Linked DNA regions of Mus musculus: region 1 is linked to region 2. Evidence: chromatin contacts called from public Hi-C data. All regions are on one chromosome and are shown on one strand. Each heading gives the region's core, a stretch centred on a gene start, on an enhancer-like site or on the middle of the called end of the contact. The rest is flanking DNA. Distances are from core to core; before and after follow the strand shown.

Region 1 (6,499 bases), core at 513-3,012, 450 kb after region 2:
CACGTGCACGGCTTTGATTTGATCCCAGCACCGGGGAGAGGATGGAGGGAGAGAGACAGGAAGGGAAAGGAACGACGATCCTTAGATACGTCCTGGTCAGGTCGGGTAGGAGGCAGCGGGTGCACCAGGAGGTGACTCAGTGGGTATGGGCTCTTCCCACCAAGTCCAAGGATCTGGGTTCAATCACCAGATCAGATAGCAGAAGAGAGAAATGACTTCTGCTGCCCTCTGACTATTTGCGAGTGGTGACACAGATACATACATATGCACATACAGAGAGACAGACAGACAGACAGACAGACACACACACACACACACACACACACACACACACACACACATATGTGATTGGGAGCACTAGTTGCTCTTGCAGAGAACCAAGGTTCAGTTCCTGGGATGGCCCATAACCACCTCCACTGCCAGCTTTGAAGGACGTGATGCCCTCTTCTGGCCTCTGTGGGCACTTGCATGCATGAGGTACCATATAGACAAGTAAGTACAACATAAACAAAAATAAATTTAAAAAAATTAAAATTAAAAAGCAAACAGTCTCCCCCCGCCCCACCCCCGCCCATTCATTGTTAAACTATGTTTTTATCTGGATTATTTTTGGCTGTAAATATGAAACGTAAAGCAGAAGCATGCACATAAATGCCACATATCAACGTGGGTAGCGTGGTGAGACAAGTGTCCTTCACTTCCACAGAAGTGACTGCCGAGGAGGACGGGTGGGGTGTGCTTTCCCCTTAGGAGTCTGGGAGGGCTAGGCTTGATTGGAAGGATCTGGAATTACAGAGGGAAACATCTGGGTTTGCCTGTTGACAGGCTTGCTAGGTTAGGCTAACTGAGGTGGGTCACCGCCCATGTAAGTGGCACCGTCCTACCGTCTATGGCCAGGGACACATAAAGAGTGAGTCCTTCCGGGCGGTGGTGGCTCACGCCTTTAATTCCAGCACTTCAGAGGCAGAGGCAGGCGGATTTCTGAGTTCGAGGCCAGCCTGGTCTACAGAGTGAGTTCCAGGACAGCCAGGGCTACACAGAGAAACCCTGTCTCGAAAAACAGAACAACAACAAAAAAAAAAGAGTCCTGACGGAGCATCCATACGCATCTCTCCCTGCTCCCTGAGGCCAGCGGCATGTGCCTCATGTCACCCACATCACCGAGAGGCCGTCCCTTCCTGACAGACTCCACTCTCTAACTGGGAGAAGAACTAAAGCGGAAGACTCATAACTAATGAAGTATCCGGCTGCCATTTTCACAGAAACCTTCTAGAGACCCCCGTCTAACAGTCCTGCCAATACAGGTGTGAACACCTCCTGATCACACTGCAGATTCCTCACCAACTCACCCTTACCGCTGTCGACCCTCAGTGTGAGGCTTCTCCCAGAATGCCTCAGGCCTGTGCGCTTGGATTCCTCAGTCGATTCTCCCTCGTCCCCTGTCACCAGGCTCAGCACACTAGTCCCCATGACTCCCTATCGTATTGAGACCACTGGGTCAAGGCAGAGCAGCAGCATGTAGACCCCTGAGGGACCTTCAGAGTGCAGTGTTCGTGACCCCACCCCAGTCTGTTAGATAAGGTGGCTTCCAGGTAAGCGGGGCATTACTGGGACAGGCAGCTATGCAGGGCGACTGCATAGCTCGCTGAAGCAGAGGCCACCTGGATTTTCCCGATGTTACTGGCTGGAGATGCTTAGTAATGCTGTCACGCCCTCTTCATGATTGCACAACTAAAAGCGGCTGTGCTGTTTCTCAAAGGGAGGCTGCAGGGACTGCCCAATATCCTCCAGCGATAAGATGAGCATAACGGGAGAATAACGGCTGCACCAGGCCAGGCTTGTGCCCTCTCATTCCGGAGAGAGAAACTGGTTCAGGGAAATGAAAAACCGCAGACAAAACCAACAACCTGCCTCTCGCTATAGTCTGATAGTCTGGCACCTTAGGGATTTCTTTTCTGTTTTGCTTTATCTGACTGTCTATGGCTAGCAGATCTGTCCAGCTCTGAAGGACGACGCAACATTCACCTGCATGAGGTACCTGATAGATGGCTTTCCTTTCACCCCACTTCTACCAGAGGCCACAGCTAAGGCATCAGACATGCACACGCTGACTAGCCTCGCCTGTCTGGCCGTGAGGATATGCATGTGACCCCACCTGACTCCCCCACTTCGGGGAAGGGCCCTGGGATCCATGCTCTGAGGTCATGCTGAGTGTCAGTCACACATGACGATCCCAGAGAGTGCAATTCATCAGGAGCCGCCACATTCCCTCGCCTCTCCCACTTCCAGGACAGAGACGAGGTTTGCTCAAAGCCACCGTGGGTCCCTGAGGTCGGACTCTCTAAAGGCTTGGGAGCCCAGGTCAAAGCATGGACAACCACGCTCTGCAACCATAGGATGTCAGAAAAGATGCTAGACGCAGGATCTCAGGGCTCCCCGGGTGTCCATGGTACTCGGGAACGTTTTAGAAAGCCTAATTATGAGCTAAGAAGAAGTGTTTTGACGAGTACGAGCCATCAGTACAGGGTGACAGCAAACCCGCACCACTGAACCGGCTCCACGGTTAACTGCCACTGCACAGCTCACGGCAGTCTGTCCGAAGCGAAAAGACAGCTCCACAAGACAGCAGAAAGACCTCTCTCTCATGCACACCCTTCTGCCACCAATTCCTACGTTTGAAGAGAAGCCCCATGAGGGGGAAAGAGAAGGAGAGGCCGCAGCAATCCTAGTGAAGCTGAGTTATAGGCAACAGTGTGAGAAAGCCCAAAAAGATAAGGTTGGTGAGAAGAGAACCTTTCAGGGAGGGACAAGGAGACAAGCGGCTACGGTCCTCTAAGAATCCTGGTATGTTTTTCTTTCTGGTTTGCCTCTAAAACACAAAACTACAAAATGGGTTTATATCTTATTTCTTCTGGAAAACAGCATGTTTAATAATGAAAATTTACATGTGAACTCAAAACCGACTCCTGTATAACAACTATATGCACAATCATTTTGGACTATATGTTCAGTATTTTTTTCATCATATGCCTTCTGTCAGGACAAAAGAGCAACTGGATAGAGCAATGTGACAGTGCCTGACTTACCATGGCGTATAATGGCATATAGTTTTACTGAGAATCAGTCAAAAGGAAAATACTGGGCCTGCGAGGTGGCTTGTGGGTAAAAGCGGCAGTTTCCAAGACAAGCTGAGTGATCCCTTGGAACCCCAATGCTGGAAGGGAGTGGGGAGCCCCGGAAACTGTAATCTGACCCCCAAACATGCACGGTAACGTGTGTGTGTGTGTGTGTGTGTGTGTGCACGTGTGAGTGCATGAGTGTATGTCTGTGTATGTATGTCTGTGTGTGTATGTGTATGTGCACATGTGTCTATGTGTGCATTTCTCTGCATGTGTCTTGTGTGTGTTTGCATGTGCCTGGCATGCTTGTGAGTCTGTGGTGTGTGTGTGTGTGTGTGTGTGTGTGTGTGTATGTGTATGTGTGTGTATGAATGCAATTTTACTTTTCACCCTAAGGTTGTGTGTTTACTAAAGTATCACTCTTGTGTGGGTGGCTGGTCACCCATCATAAACTATAAGTAACAATGCAGACGTTTTAATATTGCAAAATGAGTGGTTCCCTCACTCATTCCTGTCCCTCAAAGCCATGTTTGAAGCTTTGAGGACGCCTGTAAGTAATAAATCAGTAGGGAGCATTGCTTCTGCCAAGAGAGAAAAAGAACAATGGACTTCAGGCCATGCAGTCTAAGTACTGCACACTGCACCGTGTACCACACTTCTCAGAAGCACCAATCCCTAACCTTTCCCAAGAAGAAGAACAAGGCCATGGAGAGAAAGGCCCAGCACAGGTGGCCCTCTACAGGAAACTCGGCACAGGTGGCCCCCTACAGGAAACACGGCACAGGTGGCCCTCTATAGGAAACACGGCACAGGTGGCCCTCTACAGGAAACACGGCACAGGTGGCCCTCTACAGGGAACACAACACAGGTGGCCTTCTACAAGGAACACAGCACAGGTGGCCCTCTACAGGAAACACAGCACAGGTGGCCCTCTACAGGGAACACAGCACAGGTGGCCCTCTACAGGAAACACGGCACAGGTGGCCCTCTACAGGAAACACGGCACAGGTGGCCCTCTACAGGGAACACAGCACAGGTGGCCTTCTACAGGGAACACAGCACAGGTGGCCCTCTACAGGAAACATGGTCATTTTCAAGTTACTTTTTCCAAACCCTGTATCTCCCCACTCCTTCGGGCTCAAAGACTAGTTTATCAAGCAGATGTAGATAGACTAACATCTGTAACCTCCTGGAGATGGGGACAGAGACAATAACTGTCTGCTACTAATGAGTCCCTGGGGAGTGCAGGGGAAGAGACGAGGACATACAAACAGGTAAGATGGTGCTTTCTCAGAGCTTAGAGCAGACAGGAAAGAATCTCTGAAACCCTTTCCTTTTTCTCGAAGGAGCAGCAGACACGTCATCACGACCACTCATGTGGCCGCACTGCCATTTTCCCACAGGAACTGGTCCTGAAGAGTCATGACCAAGTTCATTACTCAAAGTGATACTGATATATATATATATATATATATATATATATATATATATATACACCAGCTGTAAAAGGACAACCACTCCAGGAGTCCGTTAAATCAGGTGCTTGGAGAGTGGTCCAGCTCACAGAGCTAGAAATCAGGATGGTGGTTGCTAGGGACCAGGGTGGAATGGAGAGTGGGAGTCGGTATCCAGTGCCTACAGAGGTTTGGGTTTGCAAGATGAAAGGGATTCCAGGAACAATGGCAGCGGTGGCTACAGAATGTGGTGAGTGCGGCATATCTGGGCGGGCTGTGTTTGAAACGATCCGTGTATTGGATCAAGACTTTGTTTTGTGCTTTGAATGTTCTGAAAACAAGCCAACTCACCTTTGAGAACCGGAAAGGAGATAGCCACCCGCTACAAACATTAAACCCAGAAAGGTGCCTTAAAAGCTGGAACAGGATGGAAATTCATTTCAGTCAGTGAAGTGATGATTTTACTGTCAGAAATGTTTTAACATCATTTGCTGTGACTTCAGAGTGAACACAGGCAAAAAAAAATTAAAATAAAAAGGGCAGAGTTGAAGCTGTAGTGTCCCTTTCAAGGAGGCCATATCTGTTCCCACAAGACCCTCAAGTACTGTGCCTGTCACCTTCCACGACAACAGCAGTGTGACTCAAGACAAAACCTATGGACCCTCTTCTGACACATGTGGTCACTCCGTCTGCCCCGAGGGAAGGTAAGGACTATGCCCAGCAAGTCCTGCCACCGTACCCTGCACTATACAGACAGAGCTTCCAGCTCTGTAGTTTATAAACATCTGGACTAACAAGCCCATACCACACCAGCCCACTCCTCCTGCTCCACCATAAAAGGCAACAGAGCAGGACCACTATGAGGCCAGTGTTTGCAGATAACAGAAAGCAGGCAGCGTGCAAGACTCCGAGATAAAGGACTCTGGTGTTCGGCATCCCACAATGCACAGGGCAGCACCGCCTGAGGAGAGAACACTAATGATGTGCCTTAGAGGCTCACAGAGTGAGCACTTGGTCTCCACAAAGTGGCACGTTTCTGATGTTCTGCAAGCTGTAGCTGTGGCCTACTCAAGGAACAAGGTCACTAGGAGAGGCAACGCAGGGGAGGCAGTTGGGGAAACACGGAGACAGATGACTGTGTCCAAACTCATAAGCCAAAATAACCCCACCACCACCACCCGCTTGAATCTGTTCCTGACAGACATTCAACACAACAGCAGCAGCAAACCTCCAGCAGACAGAGCTGACGTAAAGGAACCCTACCTGAGAACAAACTAACCTCGGCCCAGAAAAACTAAGGCCAGGCCTCCCGAGAGCCTCAAACACACAAGACTGGAAAGCGGAGTCCTATTCAGCTACAGTTGGTGAAGGGAGCTGCTGCCCATCCTCTGGCTCCTCCGTGAGTCCTAAGACAAGCGAGTCTAATTTATGCCATTTTAAAGATTGGGAAACCAAGGCTGGGAGAAATTAACATGCTCCCCTATCTAAAATGTTTACAATTTGAAACAGGGAAAAAAATGAGACTGAAATTCAGGTCTAGTAACTCTTGTCATCCCAGGTTTACAATGTCCACTTACCTGACATGCCACTGTGCCTCTTATCAGGACCTGGACAACTTGACTCAGCTCCTAGGCACGCCTTCACAGGAGAACCAGCCCATCTAAGACTCTCCCTCCAGGCTGACAGAAGTGCATGACTGAGCTATGTGCCTGCAATCCGGCAAATCCAGCCCTGTCACTCACTGCTGAGGAGGCTCACTGCTGAGGAGGTTGAACCTGTACACCACAGGCGACCACCACGAACTGAAAGTTAAGATGAATGTACGTGTGAGGCTTACTAGGATTTGTCTAGGAGACAAAAAAATCACCCCAAAATATCTACAGGGTGAAGCCAGCATCAGGGTTGTAGTCTCCCCTCCCCCAGCCT
Region 2 (6,893 bases), core at 4,234-6,733:
AGAGTTCAGATTTTACAGCAAAATGCTTCCCAAACACACTGGGAAATAAATGCATCCAATTATAAAGATTTTAAACTTTGAAAAACATATGCATCTTGGAGTCAGAAAAACGTGGATTCTTAGGAACTGTGGACAGAGTAAGACATTACGCTTGTCCAATAGTATCCAGGGATGAAAATGTTAACATCTAAATTGTTCAACACGATGCTGAGAACTAAGCTATGACTGTAATAATGAGTGAGTGGGGAAAGAGTCTGTGTGCTAATTTGTTTAGAACTCACTAGGGTTCTAGAAGCTAGATCTCCCAAGGCAAGGGACTCTGGAGTGGCGTTTCTGCCAAAGCCAGTGTCACTTCTTCAGCAGGTTCCTCTGCCAAAGATCTGACTACACAGGACTTCCCAGCCTAGCATGCAGTCAGGGCAGTGTTTCCATGTCTTAAACAGTCATAGGTACCAGAGCAGACCAGCGCTAATGCTCCTCAGTCAAATCTTAGGTCGGAATCGAGTCTTAAAGATTATCGGAAACACTCCCCTCCCTTTGCTGCTAAGGCATCAGAGGCAAATAATTTATATTTATAAATTTATAATTTATATTCCTGACATTCAGAGTCAAAGGTCTTGATGAGGTCATTGTGATGAGGGTAACGAATTTAGTTATGTACATATTTGTACATATTCTTTATGTTTATCTATGATGGGGAAAATATAAAAAAAAATCAGCAGTGACTACTTCCTTGTGTACAGAATTCAAACAAGTGTCTAAGTACATCTTACTAACCTGACTCTCTCAGAAACCTCTAAAGGAAAGGAATTAGATAGTTGAAGCAATTTACCCAATGTCACATGGCTGTGGCGGACTTGGGAGTGCGTTATCCTGAAGGTTATCCGTTGCTTCATTCTGTTTCCTTCTTTTGAGTGAATCAAACCTCAGCTGAGGCAGGAGACAGCCACTCTCAGACTCGGACCTTTCCTAGAACACTGTTGGGCCCTGGGAGGTGAACAAAATGGCAGCTGCTGTGCAGGAGTGGGGCAGGGGGGGAATAGTGCATAACGACTGCTCTGCTGCTTGTTTGCAGAGAGGCAAGATGGGCAGTGAGTCTCTTGGTCTCTATATGGCTGATATGGGCAGTACAGCCTCTCTCTCAGCAGCCAAACTACCATTCGTTCACATTAAATATACTCTCCTCAAAGCGTTATTTTTTTTTAATAAAGAAAATTCTCTTTGCACTCTATTACATCTTTCAGTTGCATATCCATCTTACTCTTAGCAAGTTTGATGGCTCCACCTTGTTTATCCCTTTGCAAACTTATGACCCCCATTCCCTAAGAGGCTGATGAGCTTGGCCTCAACAAGCTGTGTTGTAAGTGAGAGCTGCAGAATGCTCCACCAGAGACCGTCCACGGCATTAGTGTGGCGTTCTCTTGCCATAGTGTGCTCTCAACAACAACAAAAAAATTAAATAAAATTATAAAGCTCAAGTCAAAAGTTTTCTTTGCATTTTCAAAACCCCCCAAGACTGTAAATTATAGTTATATTTAAAATATAGTAACGAAGACTATGTAGTTTTAGTGTAAAGATGGGCAAACGGATAAATGGGAGTGAATATAGAGCCAAGAAGTTGACTGTTGCTTACAAAGTCAATTATGTCACAGCAAAATCACTGAGACAACTCAACGGGGAGAGTGTCTGCAACAAATACCACTGGGATCATGGGAAGAACGTATGGACAAACGAGGTATGTTGAACTCAACCTCACGCAACATCCAAAACCTTACTGTGAGAGGAATGGCAGGCATCAGATGCGAAAGCTAAGGTGGCCAAGCTTCTCAAAAGAAGGTTATGACATTTAGATAGGGAAAGTAAAAATTGCAGATGTGGAAAACACGAGGCATCACAAAAGATTTCAAATAGGTCTCACTGTAGTGAAAACTCTCTGCTCTCAAGCAGGCAACAAAGATACACAGAAAGACACACCCTGGTAGGTGGTATTTTAATACATAGAGCCATAAAAGAAGTTTAACTGGACTAGATAAATATGTTCTACAAATAAATTAGAAAAAAAAAACCCTTACAACCCAGTTTTCAAAAGGAAGCAAAAATCTTGACTTAGTACTTCACGAAATATGAGAAAATGAGACGTTGAAAAGAACAAAGTTGGGGAAGAGGGAGCTGGAGAAGGGAAACGTAGTATATGAGGATAAAAATACATGTATACATTACAAAGTCTTCAAACAAATAAAAATATTTATTTCAAATGTTTTAGAAGAGAAGCTGAGAGATAGTACTTTTCAAAGGGCAAAAATACAGAGCAACTGAAACTCCCATAGGTTGTTGTTCGGAATGTAAAATGACACAGACTCTTTAGGAAAGTTACTGGCACTTTTTAAAAATTTAAATTAAATTTAATATATTATTATTTTATTCATTTACATTCTAGTCATTGTCTCCCAGTCTCTCTCCCACAAGTACTCATCCCACTCCTTCTCCCCCTTGCCTCAAGAGGGTGCTCCTCCCCCACCAGGCCTCCCCTTCCCTGGGACCTCAAGTTTCTCAGGATTAAATGCATCTTCTTCCACTGAGGCCAGACCAGGCAGAACTCTGATATATTTGTGCCAGAGGCCCCGGACTGGCCGGTTTATGCTCCTAGTTGCTGACTTAGTCTCTGGGAGCTCCCAGGGGTCTGGTTTAGTTGATACAGTTGGTCTTCCAATGGGGTTGCTCTCCTCTTCAGCTTCTTTAGTCCTTTCCTAATTCAACGGTAGACATCCATGACTTCAGTCCAATGGTTGGGTGTAAGTATCACCAACCAAGGAGTACACATGGAGGGAGCCATGGATCCAGCCACATATGTAGCAGAGGATGGTCTTGTCAGGCATCAATGGGAAAAGACGTCCTTGGTCCTGTGAAGGCTTGAGGCCCTAGTATAGGGGAATGTGAGGGCAGGTAGGAGGGAGTGGGTGGGTGGGGTCACACCCTCATAGAAGCAGGAGGAAGGGGGATGGGATACAGGGATTCTGGTGGGGGTGGGGGAATCAGGAAAGTGGCTAATATTTGAAATGTAAATAAATAAAATATCCAATAAGAAAGAAAGAAGGAAAGAAAGAAAGAATCTAATAAAAAGAAAAAAGAAAGTATCTGCCCCAGTTTGAGTCAGCTGCTGGTAGGACCTCCAGAGGACAGCCAGCCAGTCTCCTGTCTGTAAGCACACCAAAGAATCAGTAATAGTGTCAGGCCTTGGTGCTCCCCACCCCCATGAGATGGATCCCAAGTTGGGCCAGTCACTGGACTGCCTTGTCTTCAGTCTCTTCTTCATTTTAGTCCCTGAAGTTCTTTCAGACAGGAACAATTCTGGGTCAGATATTTTGATGACAACCCCATCCCTCCACTTGATGCCCTCCCTGTCTATCTACTGGAAGTAGGGAATCCCTTTTCCCCAAATGTTGGGCATTTTGGCTAGGGTCACCCCATTGAGTCCTGAGAGTTTCACCTTCTGGGTCTCCAGTACTTTCTAGAGGGTCCCCCACCCTCTGCTGCCCATTTCCATTCATTCTCCTGGCCCTCTGGGCTTCTCTCCTGCCCCCCTCTCCCATACGGGATCCTGTTCCCCCTTCCCCAGCACTGTCTTATAGGGTTGCATATACATTGATCTTAAGATCTAGAAATTCCTCTCCTATGTCCTTACATAAATGGGACTGGAAGAAAACAGGCATCCAGGAAAACATTTGCTGGAACAAATGCTTAGAGCTGCTTTATTCTCAACAGTCAAAGCCTGGGAAAAACCCAGGTTTCCACACAGAGGAGAATTAATAAGCAAACTGCAGTACGTACATAAACATGATACCGAACGCTAACATAGGAGAGAGCGAAGCAGCAATGTGGATGAGTTGCAAGAGTTTGTTAAGCAGAAAAATCTATGTGTTCATGGAAACAAAACAAAACAACAACAACAACAAAAAACCAAAACCAAAAGAAAAACAACCGTTCTCGTGGTCTCGTGAAGCCAAAGACCCAGCAAAGCTAAGCTACCACACTGGAGATGTGGGCAGTGAGAACTGCTTACCAGGAGACGCAGGGGACTCTCTGGGCTGCTGGAAACAGACCCCACTGGGAGTCGGCTATGTGGATTTACACACTCATCAAAATCGGTCAAATTGTATCCTTCTGAACGGTTCGTTTTAATTTTACTAAATCCGTAATGGAGAGATATTCAAATGCCATTGTGATTGCAGTTGTGAAAAAGCAAGCAAATAGGGGTGCTTGACATAAGGGAGGCACAGACTCGAGGTGCAGAGCAGAGCTTAAATCACACTGCAGTAGAATGAGACTGCACAGACTTCACAAAGCAGAGGAACCACAAGTTCGTGTTACTCTCTTCTGTCAGCATAGCTGGGCTCGAAATCTAAGGTCCAGCTGACCTAGGATATAATGAAGCAGGTGGGAAAAAATAAGCTGAAACAACATGAAGTTGATTGCATAACTAAATCTAAAGGAAGGGTACATGGATTTATTTACGAGAGAGAGAGAGAGAGAGAGAGAGAGAGAGAGAGAGAGAGAGAGAGAGAGAGAGAGAGTAAAAGTAAGTGAATTTCTTAGAAAAGTGAGAGAGGACAAATGTGAAGGGAAACATTCCATGTTGCACCAGCCGGGGGTTGGGGGTGTGTGTGTGTGTGAACATTCCATGTTGCACCCGAGGCAGAATGATGCAGGACAGTTCCAAGCAATAGGAAGAATGGTTTAGGCTAGACTTTTAGAAAGACATTAGTGATTGGAAATGCTCTTACCTCCTGAAGGTCCGTTACAACGACAGCCTTGTCCCCTGAAGCACTAGAAAGGTCTCTTGCCAGTGATGTTTGCTCTTCACTCGCTGTGCCTTTTAAACTTGACATAGCGCGTGGCACAGCCCGTGTTGAGCGTCCAGGGAGAGGAGAATCCAGGGAAGATTATTTTTGTTTTGTTTTGTTGTTTTGATCAACAATATGTATCTATTTTCCAATTCTGGGATCCCTGGCTTCAAAAGGCTAAAACACATTCTTTCGTATGTTTGGGAGTCTATGAAGCATCCCCAGAATGCCACATTAGTATGTAGCTCTCCAGAGTGTGGCCTCATAACACCAAATGTCGGTCACAGTGGATGTCCATGGACATTATCACACTTTGCTTTGACAGCATGTGGGTTGGCGGTTTTTTTGTTTTTTTGTTTTTTACAGGAAGAGTCTGTCCACAAAGGTTAAGACAGTTGCCAGCTGAGTGCAGGCACTGCCTGAGGCCAGCCAGAGCTTCCTTCAGCTGCAAGAACAACATGGTGGATGGCTTCATTAACAGGCTGTTTGAACAGCATTTTCACACTCAGAGATTTAAAAAAAAAAAACAAAAAACAAACAAACAAACAAAAAAACGCTCTCAAGAGTTTGATTAGGTCTCCTGGTGAATATTGCATCCCAGCTGGGAAAGCACACAGGAAGACAGTATAAACAACCCTCCCCTAAACTGTCTGGACTCTGTTCAGTGGGATGGGTGTCTGCAGAAGATAGGCTGTGCCCAGCACCTTCCTCTCCTGCATGTAGTTTGCTGTTGCAGTTGGGTCCCTTCACCATGGGGGGAGAGGGGGACAACTGAGTTCTCTCACAATCTCAAATTATAACACACATATGTTATTAAATTATATCAGTATTTACTTATTAAACATCTACTTTTAGGACTTAAAAAAAAAAGCTTCCTTCTTAAAAGCCCAAACTTTACATGAGTGTAAAATTAAAAGGTTTACAAATAAGTGTGTTTGGCTGTATTGTATGGTGAGCTTACGTTATGGTTTAAAACAATCTTTGAAGTGTATCGGCCCTTACATGTCCTCAAGATCTAGAGGATCAGGTCCCTCATTTGCATTTCTGTATTTGCTTTGGCTCAAAATAGATTTGATTAAAAAACAAAATTTGGCAGAAGATTAATCCACAATGGGATTTTATTGCTTCTGTTATTTAAAAAACACCAGTGTTTTTGCTTTGAGGTGCGCTTAACTCGGAGCACAGCAGTTACTTTTTTTACACCCGTCTCGGTTTACTTGCCTTTGTGTCTGCCCACCGACTTCCATGTTTGTTCTGCATGTGTTGAAAGTATGAGCTCTAATTTACTCTTCCCATTTACTAGGAAGCACAATTTAGCACCACTTTCCTTGGCCAGCATGTGACAAACAACTCTTTGTAGTTACTCTGTGTGTGTGTGTGTGTGTGTGTGTGTGTGTGTGTGTGTGTGTGTGTGTGTGTATGTGTGTGGTACAATGTATCACACACACAAAAAAACAAAACAAAACAAAACAAATCAAAAACCCCAAACAAACAAAAAAAACCCAGTCTGTTTGCCTGGAAGTGCACAGAACAGACAGGAGAACGTTGAGAAGAGAACAGTTAGGGTTGAAAGGCCAGACTCTAATTGCCCACCGCACTATTTCTGGGATGTCTGCTACAGGAGCTGGACTTTGGTGTAGTTGACTTGGATTTCCATTTTGTTTCCTATGATGCGTTGACTAGTATTTTCTGTGTACAACTCTAGAGTCAAGCAAGGCTCAAGACTGGAAGGGAAGTTTGGCTCTTAGATTTATGGTCTAAGTTAGCTTTGTACTTGAAACACATAAAATGGGTCTGAGGAAGCTGTTTCTTTTTATCTGTGGGTACTACATAACATAGCCCCCATCATGGCCCATCATTCTTTGTCTGTGTTACATGTGTGTGCATATATGTATCTAGGCTTCAGTACATCCATGTGGTATCTATTTGCGTACACATATCTAAACATGATGGAAGATGGCCGCCAAATATCTAAGCCAATATCTAATTCAGACATCTGTAAGTCTCTTTGCTTATCTTCATGGAAAGACCTTTGAGATTTCAAGAGTTCAT

What was found. Hi-C and Micro-C count contacts between places; a contact is called where the count stands out from the background.
Region 1: a contact with region 2 is called in a Hi-C map of the G1E-ER4 cell line, with 3 times the contacts expected there. The contact joins two enhancer-like sites. A contact is called at or near these places in 1 of 484 Hi-C or Micro-C datasets (the G1E-ER4 cell line) and 3 of 115 datasets of contacts at active chromatin or transcription factors (acute myeloid leukemia, embryonic basal ganglia and embryonic hindbrain).

Annotation. Positions count from the first base shown.
Region 1 is chr14:118,636,884-118,643,382 of GRCm38.p6, forward strand. The region is part of intron 4 of Abcc4 (ATP-binding cassette, sub-family C (CFTR/MRP), member 4); the gene reads right to left. Gm52104 (a long non-coding RNA gene) reads left to right here and starts at 5,911. Exons shown (of 3, transcript XR_003951097.1): 1 at 5,911-5,972; 2 at 6,178-6,393. Within about 2 kb of position 1,763, at least 15 of the 459 cell types and tissues checked have an H3K27ac peak or open chromatin away from gene starts, as enhancers often do. A contact at or near this core is called in the G1E-ER4 cell line, where this site is marked.
Region 2 is chr14:118,183,083-118,189,975 of GRCm38.p6, forward strand. No RefSeq gene overlaps it. Among named protein-coding and RNA genes, the nearest start is that of 4933431J24Rik, 24 kb to the right of the region's middle. Within about 2 kb of position 5,484, at least 5 of the 459 cell types and tissues checked have an H3K27ac peak or open chromatin away from gene starts, as enhancers often do. A contact at or near this core is called in the G1E-ER4 cell line, where this site is marked.